Linked DNA regions of Mus musculus: all the other regions are linked to region 1. Evidence: chromatin contacts called from public Hi-C data. All regions are on one chromosome and are shown on one strand. The core of a region is the stretch at or near the end of the contact, and the rest is flanking DNA. Distances in the headings are between cores, read along the strand shown. Region 1 has its middle 14 kb from the start of Gm34507. Region 2 overlaps Arid1b (AT rich interactive domain 1B (SWI-like)). Region 3 overlaps Arid1b (AT rich interactive domain 1B (SWI-like)).

Region 1 (2,802 bases), core at 78-2,577:
TTTCTCCTTGCCCTTCTTTCTCTAACACTTTAGCATTCCTAACACTCCTTAGATACTCCTACTTAAGTTTCTTTCTTTTTTTTTTTTTTACATGTGGAATTGCCCATTTTCTTTTTCAATCCATCTGTGTTGTAAGGGAAGAGACTGCAGTGGGCAAATGGGAACGTCTGTTTGATTTGGGTGAGTGGAAAGAATGACTTCTTATTGCCTGCAGAACCTGTGACACTGTCTACATAATGGTGGCTTTCAGGGGCAGTTTCTCCCTGGCCATGGAGGACACCTTGGGAATGATTCATGGTTTGCACAATGACTTTCCTGTAGCTAAATCAGGAAGACATGGGTTTACCGAGGAGTGAGTCCTGAATAGGAATGAGAGGCCAGACCTCACAGAAGGCAACAGGCACCTCCTTCTACTACAGGCACTTGGGGCAGAGGCTATGGAACAGCTGCTGGCCGAGAGGGAAGTCCCAAAGGCAAAGGAAACTAAGTACACTCTGTGTGACCCAAGGCCAGGGAGAAGCAACAGGACAGGACTTCTCTCTGTGGGGAAAGAGATGAGGAACTGATCACATGTAGTCAGGCGAAGGGGGTTCACTTGTGAACAATGGATTAGGGGTGGAGCTTTACACAGGTAGCTTTACAGAAGAGGAGTGAGTGGGAGACAGGAAAGGCAGGGATCAGTCATTCGTCCAAAACCACGAGCAATTTGCCGACTCAAGGCACAGAAAGTGGAAAAACAGAGTCTGAAATTATAATAAAGCTATGCTGTGTAATTATGTAAAGTATGTGTCCCGGGGAAGCACTGCAAGCCCATAGCTTGAGAACAGTCGCTGGGATGAGATCATCACAGGTATGCTGCCTGTTTTCCATTGCTACGTTGTGTGGTGTGAACATGGGGAGGGGTCGGGAGACATTAAATCTAGAGCTGAGTAGTTGCCCAAGGGGTTAGGAGGCCTTTGTCTCTATTTCATAGGGCCATCACTGCTGGGAACTTAACCTCTGCAGAGTCCCTGCACAGACAGTGGGAACAAATATTTACCCTGCTCTGCTGGGGGTAGGGAAGGCGTTTGGGGAATCAGGAAGTATTGCAGGATATGTGTGAGGTCTTATCGTTGGGATGTTGTAAGATGGAGAGTATGGGAAGAAAAAGATTCCAGAACTCTGAACTTTACCCTGAATCTTAACAGTTTAACAGCCATGGTGGAAACTGGGGGGATGTACTCTATTGAAATAACAAGCATCTTCACTAGGCACCTATGACTAGTTTCACTCACCGGGATTTTCCCTGTGCTATCCAGAACACTCTGGTTTTCCTCTACTGACCGGGAAGCTCCCTCTTATCATCTTGTGTTTATTTCTGAACTCTATTTCGTAACTCACCACCCTGGTTGAATGATTGTAGATCGACAATACTTTTTTTTAAATAATTATTTTATTTTGCATGTATGTATATTACCTAAAGGCATGCATGTGTCACCAGGTATGTGCAGTAGAAGACAAGGTCAGAAGAGGCAGCAGGGCCTCCAGAATGAGAATTTCAGGTGGCCGTGAGCCACCATGTGGGTGCTGGGAATCAAACTGCTTCCTCTGTGAGAGTAGAGGGTGCACTTAACCTCCACTGCCTCTGTCCATCCTTAGCTGATGGTATTTTAATTCTAGTTGGGAAACTTTCTATAGGTATTGCTTTTTCAGAAGTAGAACCCAGGGCAAGCAAATCGGCTCCGCAGGTAAGAGCGCTTGCTGCAGAAGCCGCATGTCTGCCTTCCACCCCAAGGACACACTCACAGAAGGGAAGGACTGAGTCTTGAATGTTGTGCACTGATCTCCACACAACTCTGTGTACACACATTGCCCCCCCCCCAACTACTAATGATAAATGAAATCAAATTAAAAAGTGAAGGAAATAGGAGAGAGGCAGCTCTGAAGGAGACAACCAAGCTTTGGAGCTGGTCACCCGCCAAGGGCACACGGCGCACTGCTGGAGAGACGTGGGCTGGAATGAGACCCAAGACCAAGGTACTTAGTTCACATTCCAGTTCTCTAGTTCCTATCCGAGGGAGCCAAAGTGCAGTCCCCTGACCTTCAACCTCTTTGCCTGTCTAAGCTGAGGAGGGTGTTGGCTACCTCCAAGTGTTAAGGTGTGGATTATGCTCCCAAACACGAGTTTCTCTATCACCAGGCCTGATGTCTAGCTACTGCCCACTGGCTGCTCCCGCCCCCCCCCCTTTTGAAATGCTGAGGATTGAATGCAGAGCCTCACAAAAAACTAGGCAAGCACTCTACCCAGGGGCTGACCCTTTAGTGACTGAGTGATGTCTCCAACCATCTTCGTCTAGGGAGTGCTCCATTGATAGCCAGACCCCCGCCCTCCTCCTGCTCTTCTGAATGCATTTCTAGTGAAAAGCACAGAGCTCCTCTTTCCTAGACTTTCTTTCATCTATAAAATAGGAAAAAGAGCAAAGACTAACAACAACTGCTATACAACACTTAATGAGCTTGTTTGGCCAAACAGATACAAGGAGGGGAAACAGGCTGTTTAACGGTGCATATGTATGACCCTTCCTGAATATGGCAAAGCAGGAGATACACTGGTCATAAGACCCACAAAGGTGCTGTCACTTTGTGGCCAAAGAAAAGGATGTCAAATGGCAATAACATCTCATGGCACACAGAGGTCCAAGGGGGGCACCCACCAGGCCTTGAGGAGATCAGAGGTGGTGCAGAGAAAGGAGATGTTGTGATGACTGAATGGCCTCCAGGACATGACATATGCAGGTCCCTCTCTCCTCGCTCTGCGTTGAC
Region 2 (2,802 bases), core at 105-2,604, 220 kb before region 1:
CCGAAAACTAAAGGAGCAACAGAGCAAATCTGACTCTGTGTTTAAAAAGCCTATAAAATGTTACAAGCAAAACAGGAGAAGCCCGTGTTAATAATGCATAAACCAAAAGAGAGGGGGAAGCTACCCATTTAACGGAATAATGCTTTTATCCTTGCAGTTAAAACGAAATAAACCATGACTATTAATCTAGTAAGACCATGTAAAAATGTAATTTTTAAACATTTACTAAAAGGGTAGACTTCAGTAACAGCTCTAAAAAGCAAGGCCTTGTGTACAGCAGCGTTTAAATGCTAAGCACCAATCTCCTGTCTGCCTAGGCCATTACCCACCCTGTCACCATGGCAACGCTAACAGTATGCCTGACTTCAAAGACAAAGATGTAATTTCAGACTTCCAGCAGCCAGAGGGAGTGGTAAGAATATTCTACCCAGGCAGTGTCAGCTGATGATAAATTATAAAAATACCCAGGAACGTTATGAAGCGGACTGTACCACGGTCTCATATTCCTGGGGGAAGACTTGCCTTAGTCAAGCAACACCAGGGGATGCTGGGAGTAAAACCAAAAGTAAACAGGAAGGAACCTCAATAGCATGACACAGACTTCTTGCTTCTTCCTTGCTCCCAGGAGAAAATGCAAATAGTTTCTTCCACCATGGTTTTCTCAGACAGAGTAGGAGTGACTAAGGGTCTGCATGTTTGTTCAGAGGACTTGCAAAACCACCCCCATGACTGCTAAACTGAATGCTTATGACTGTTTCACAGGAGCTGGGCCCACGTCCTCCTGCACTGAGCTTGGAAGGACACCTGCCTGCCGCCCCCCCCCCCCCGCCCCGCCCCGGCTTTTCTTACAACCACCAATCACAGATGTGTAAGTTGTGAGCTTCTTAAAAACACTGCAAATGAGTAAGGCTGCCCAGCAGTAACACAGCTGATCAAGATCTCAGAGTTGAAAACTCACCAAGTTCTGGACAAGTGTGGTTGTGGAAATTCAGGAGACTCTTGCTGGAGTTAATGTCATCCTGAAAAGTTTTATATATATGATTTTCTTCTACTTGAAGTTAGGAACAAGATAATGAAGGTAGGCCACAAACAAAGACAGATCAATTATTATATTACTGTCTGCAGGAATAAACACAATGTAGCGTGAACTCACTTTCTGCTGACTAGTTATAAGCCTAAGAGTTAGTTTCTTATAGAAGCAGGAACGGCAGAGTCACCCCTTTCATGGACCTGAGAGGCAGCCCAAGCTTCCTACCCAGGAGAAGGAGAGACAGTTTCACATCAGGGCTGCTGTCCTTTGTCCCTGCTGGCTCCTTGGCAGGCACCCAGACCCTCTCTTTACAGGGTCAAGAGCTGTGACTAAAGTCTACCTGGAGGCCCAAGCTGCTTCCCCTGACCTCTCCTGGGGTGGAGACAGAGGAGTCAGGCCAGCAAGTCCCTCCTCAGGAAGTGCTGGACAGACAGACAGACAGACAGGCCTCCTGTTCTCAGAAGCTCACACCTGACAGTGAGCCCGAGTCTAGAGGTTCATGAGAGACTGAATTCACATCTCACCAGTGGGTGACATGCACCAGACGGTGGCCGCAAGTCACCAGAACAGGGCCAGCACCCAAAGTCCCAGCCATCACATTCCCCCCCAATTTCATAACTAATGGAAAAGCCAATTTCTCCCATGAAAACACAAACCCGAAGTTTCAAATGACAAAGGAAAACGTCACCTGCACACCTATCTCAAAAGAAAAAGATTATAAAACTACTTGCAATTTAGCTATGTTATTAAGTTTTATATTGAGTTTTTATTCTGCTACATGCTTATGATTAAGGGAACTATTTTAAAAGTTTCCATGAAATATAAAAATGGGCTCAATAAACCACTCCTTTGAACACAATTGCTAGATTTATAATTTTGACAGTTAAACAAGTCAATCGAGTTCTAGAAAACCCTTCAACTGTCCATCACGTGGGCGGGACTTCAACTGTCCATCACGTGGGCGGGACTTCAACTGTCCATCACGTGGGCGGGACTTAAGGCCTCACTCAGGACCCTGTCCACTCACGTGGGCCGGAAGGTCTCATTCAAGACCCCTATAAGCTTCCAAATAATATGGGATCACGGCTCTTACTGCACAGAACAGGCCTCTATTTCCATATCAGTTTCATTATTTTCTCAGGATCATTTTATGTTTCTTTATAGAACATTTCCTTCTACAAAATCATAGAAGGTGAAGTTCCCTAAGATATAACGAATTTTGCCTTTATATTAAAAATTATATAACCTTGAATTTCTCTCTTTACCATGGTAGCTGGGACGCAGCCTTAAACTGGACCTCCATTTGCGGTCACATCATTATCCGGGCTCGTTTGTTTTTCCATCCTACCCCACCCCCAACAAATTGTAATGTCTTAGAACAGCTTTTCTTTACATAGGAATGTGTGACTTTAGGTCAACTCAAGTCCTTCCAGAAGCACAGCCTGAATACAAACCTCACAGGAGACCCGGTCCTTTGTCACAGCAAGCTTCTTGCCATTAAAGGTGCCCACTGATCCATACAAAATAAACACATTTCTTTCTAATTCTCAAGCAAAAAGCAGTAACGGACAGCTGCAAGAAAATTCACCCAAGCCGCTTTCATACACTTCCATAGAGAAAAAGACTTTGAGCATTAGGTTAGAGCGTCGGATCGCACTTTGTATTAAATACAGCATCTGGAGGGTGAAATGTCTTTATGGTACCTTTCACATCCGACTGTTGTATGTACCTTAGGTCTTTAGCTGAACAGAAAAGCAGAGCTGAGCTGCCCA
Region 3 (2,802 bases), core at 147-2,646, 170 kb before region 1:
CCTTAAAATTTTATGAGACTACACATCTACATCTAATAGAGAAAAGGAATCGAAACTGTAGCCTGCACACTTTTACTAACCCATAAGTTATTTTAAAACACATATTTAACATATTCAAGCTAGGTGCCTAATGGTTGTTTCACAGGTTTTTACTTGACATAAGAAAAATACAGAGCAACTGGGCATATTGAAATAATTATGACTTCTATTCAAATAAAAAAGCAAGTCTCTAAGCTAGGTCACAGTGTGTATAGAAGCAACATCTTTTTTCCTTGAATTCTGTCTCTAGGTATTTATCTTAAAGAAAAAAAATGAACCAACTAAGCAAACATTTGCACAGCTGGGCGTTTAATTCTGCGTGTTGGAAATGCAGAAATCCAACTGTCCAACATCAGCAGACTCACTGCAGGGAGACGGAGTCAAAACCTGACAGAGCCACTAAGCACACTGGTTCCCACGACAGACGTCATAAGGAGCCCTGTCCATGCACCTGACCCGGGACTTAGGGAAACAAGCTTCCAAGAACTAAATCATGCTGTTTTAATACGAAAGTGTGGAGGTGCATACAGACAACGAATTACTTATCTACAATCTCTTATCAAACCCGTAGCCTGTAAAAACCTTTTTCATGGCCCTAGAAAAAAATGCAATTCATTTCTGATTATTTACAACTGCTGTCTGCTAAGAGTCAACAACAACAACAAAAACCCAAACACTGTAGCAATTTACCTTTAATAGCAGAAATCATTGCAATCTGTTTTTCATTAGATTTAGGTCCTTCCAGGTAAAATCTACACAATTGAAAAAAAACCCACAGGAAAACAAAACAAAACAAAAAAACTTAAGTTCCACTCAGCTGAGGCTAATTCTGCTAGCTTTTAAATTCACAGAATATTTCCCATGCAAGAGAAAAACAGCAAGACATTCAGCACGTCAGCTGATGCAGGGCTGAAGCAGCTGAGGGGGTGCTGAGGCCAACAAGCCCACCCTAAAGGAGGCTGCAGGAAGGCAAGGGCCTTCACCTGGGCAAGTGTTTCCTTCCAAGCGGTTTAATCCAACCCCAACTGAGAAGACTCAAGGACACAGGTGCTTTTTTTTCCTCTATGTTTTTATTTAAAAGAGGGAGGGAGAGAGAGCCCGCTCCTGTCCCAAACTCAGCTAAAGAGAAACTACTCCAGAGCTTCCTCCAACTAGTTCTTTATACTTGAAAATAAGCCATCAACAAACAAGCACTGTGTTCAGCATGCACGCTGCACACATGCACGCAAGTCAAGTTTGTTCCACCTTACTCCACCTCTCTTCAAGAACAGAACCACCACACAAGCACACACGCACAGAGGTGGGGGTGGGGCGCGGCGGCAAGTGAGCTGGGGCTAAGAAAGAGTTGGCAACGCACTCCAGGGCTCCAGGATCATTGCAGGGTCAAAGGACGGCCTTGCCTTTGATCCAGAAGGCGGAGGTGCGCTGGAGCTCAAAGGTGCCTCAGGCCCCTGTAGACCCCGTCCCCTCTTCTGCCCCCTCTTCCATCCCCTCTTCTGTGCCCTGGTTCCCAGCACGTTCACCTTACACCACAAACACTGCTGCTTATTCAGACTCAAAAACAAACACGTTTTTTAGAATGATTTAGCAAACCAGCACCCTTCTACCCCCCACCAAGAAATTTAGGCTTTTCATTGTAGTAACATAGATTTACATTTTGATTTGTGAAACAATGAAAAGTTCTTTTGTTACAGCAGCTTTTTTGTTTTTTTGGTTTTTCGAGACAGGGTTTCTAGAGACAGGGTTTCTCGGTATAGCCCTGGCTGTCCTGGAACTCACTCTGTAGACCAGGCTGGCCTCAAACTCAGAAATCTGCCTGCCTCTGCCTCCCAAGTGCTGGGCTTAAAGGCGTGTGCCACCGGCTACAACAGCCTTTTTTAATGGCAAATTTGTTAGTAAACTTTAGGCGCACTCAATAGAAGGTTTTCAGATAAAAACAGGAAAGAGCAGGTGTCATTCTATTGCTTGGTTTCTTTATGTTCTTCCTGGCCAACAGAATCTCTCAGAGCTTCCTCTAGGTCCAACTGCTTCCTCCTTAGCAGATCACAGACCAGTGCTCTTCAGAGCGAATGTTCTTTATGGCTGTGGGAACTAAACAATAGTGCCTCTGGTAACCTCGATTTCCAGGAGTCAGGGATGTGTCCAGAGCAGCCTTTATTTACTCTCATTAAGTAAATGATCAGTTCATGGATGACTCTGTTATCCATGAACTGATTTAGATTCTTACACTCATTTGTATTTCCAGTCTATGCTACCTCTTTAGGACAGTGATTCTACAACATTGTTATCCATTTTACAAAGTGGTGAACCTTCTAATTTTCATAAAATTAACTCTGTCAAGCTTCATGGAGTGTGCCCTAACTCTCATGCAACTTAAGATTAATAAATGTATGGTCAAACAAGAAAGGCCAATGCCTTTCCTTAGCTGAGCAGACTCCTGCTCTCTCCAGCCCTGTCTCCTGACTGACAAGTGCTTCCAGTGGGCCAGTCTGTACAGCTGCTAAATAGCATGAACGACTCCAAAGCAAAAGTGGGGTGACCTCCTTGTTACCTTTAAAGAGCCCTCCACCAACATTCTAGTCTCTCCGCTACCACCCCAGTGTGCAAGGTCCACCTTCTGCTGAAGGTCAGCCAATTTACCTCTACTGGGCATATACCCAGATGTTCCAACTGGTAATAAGAACACATGTTCCACTATGTTCATAGCAGCCTTATTTATAATAGCCAGAAGCTGGAAACAACCCAGATGTCCCTCAACAGAGG

The links. Hi-C and Micro-C count contacts between places; a contact is called where the count stands out from the background.
Region 2: a Hi-C map of liver shows a contact between it and region 1, with 2.4 times the contacts expected there. The contact joins two enhancer-like sites. A contact is called at or near these places in 3 of 484 Hi-C or Micro-C datasets (CD4 T cells, adipose-derived mesenchymal stem cells and liver) and 1 of 115 datasets of contacts at active chromatin or transcription factors (pancreatic cancer cells).
Region 3: a Hi-C map of liver shows a contact between it and region 1, with 2.3 times the contacts expected there. The contact joins two enhancer-like sites. A contact is called at or near these places in 3 of 484 Hi-C or Micro-C datasets (cerebellum and liver) and 1 of 115 datasets of contacts at active chromatin or transcription factors (pancreatic cancer cells).

What each region holds. Positions count from the first base shown.
Region 1 is chr17:4,920,551-4,923,352 of GRCm38.p6, reverse strand. No RefSeq gene overlaps it. Among named protein-coding and RNA genes, the nearest start is that of Gm34507, 14 kb to the right of the region's middle. Within about 2 kb of position 1,327, at least 23 of the 459 cell types and tissues checked have an H3K27ac peak or open chromatin away from gene starts, as enhancers often do. A contact at or near this core is called in liver, where this site is marked.
Region 2 is chr17:5,136,668-5,139,469 of GRCm38.p6, reverse strand. All of the region lies in intron 4 of Arid1b (AT rich interactive domain 1B (SWI-like)), which reads right to left. Among named protein-coding and RNA genes, the nearest start is that of Gm34854, 86 kb to the left of the region's middle. Within about 2 kb of position 1,354, at least 239 of the 459 cell types and tissues checked have an H3K27ac peak or open chromatin away from gene starts, as enhancers often do. A contact at or near this core is called in liver, where this site is marked.
Region 3 is chr17:5,088,270-5,091,071 of GRCm38.p6, reverse strand. The region is part of intron 2 of Arid1b (AT rich interactive domain 1B (SWI-like)); the gene reads right to left. Among named protein-coding and RNA genes, the nearest start is that of Arid1b, 95 kb to the right of the region's middle. Within about 2 kb of position 1,396, at least 66 of the 459 cell types and tissues checked have an H3K27ac peak or open chromatin away from gene starts, as enhancers often do. A contact at or near this core is called in liver, where this site is marked.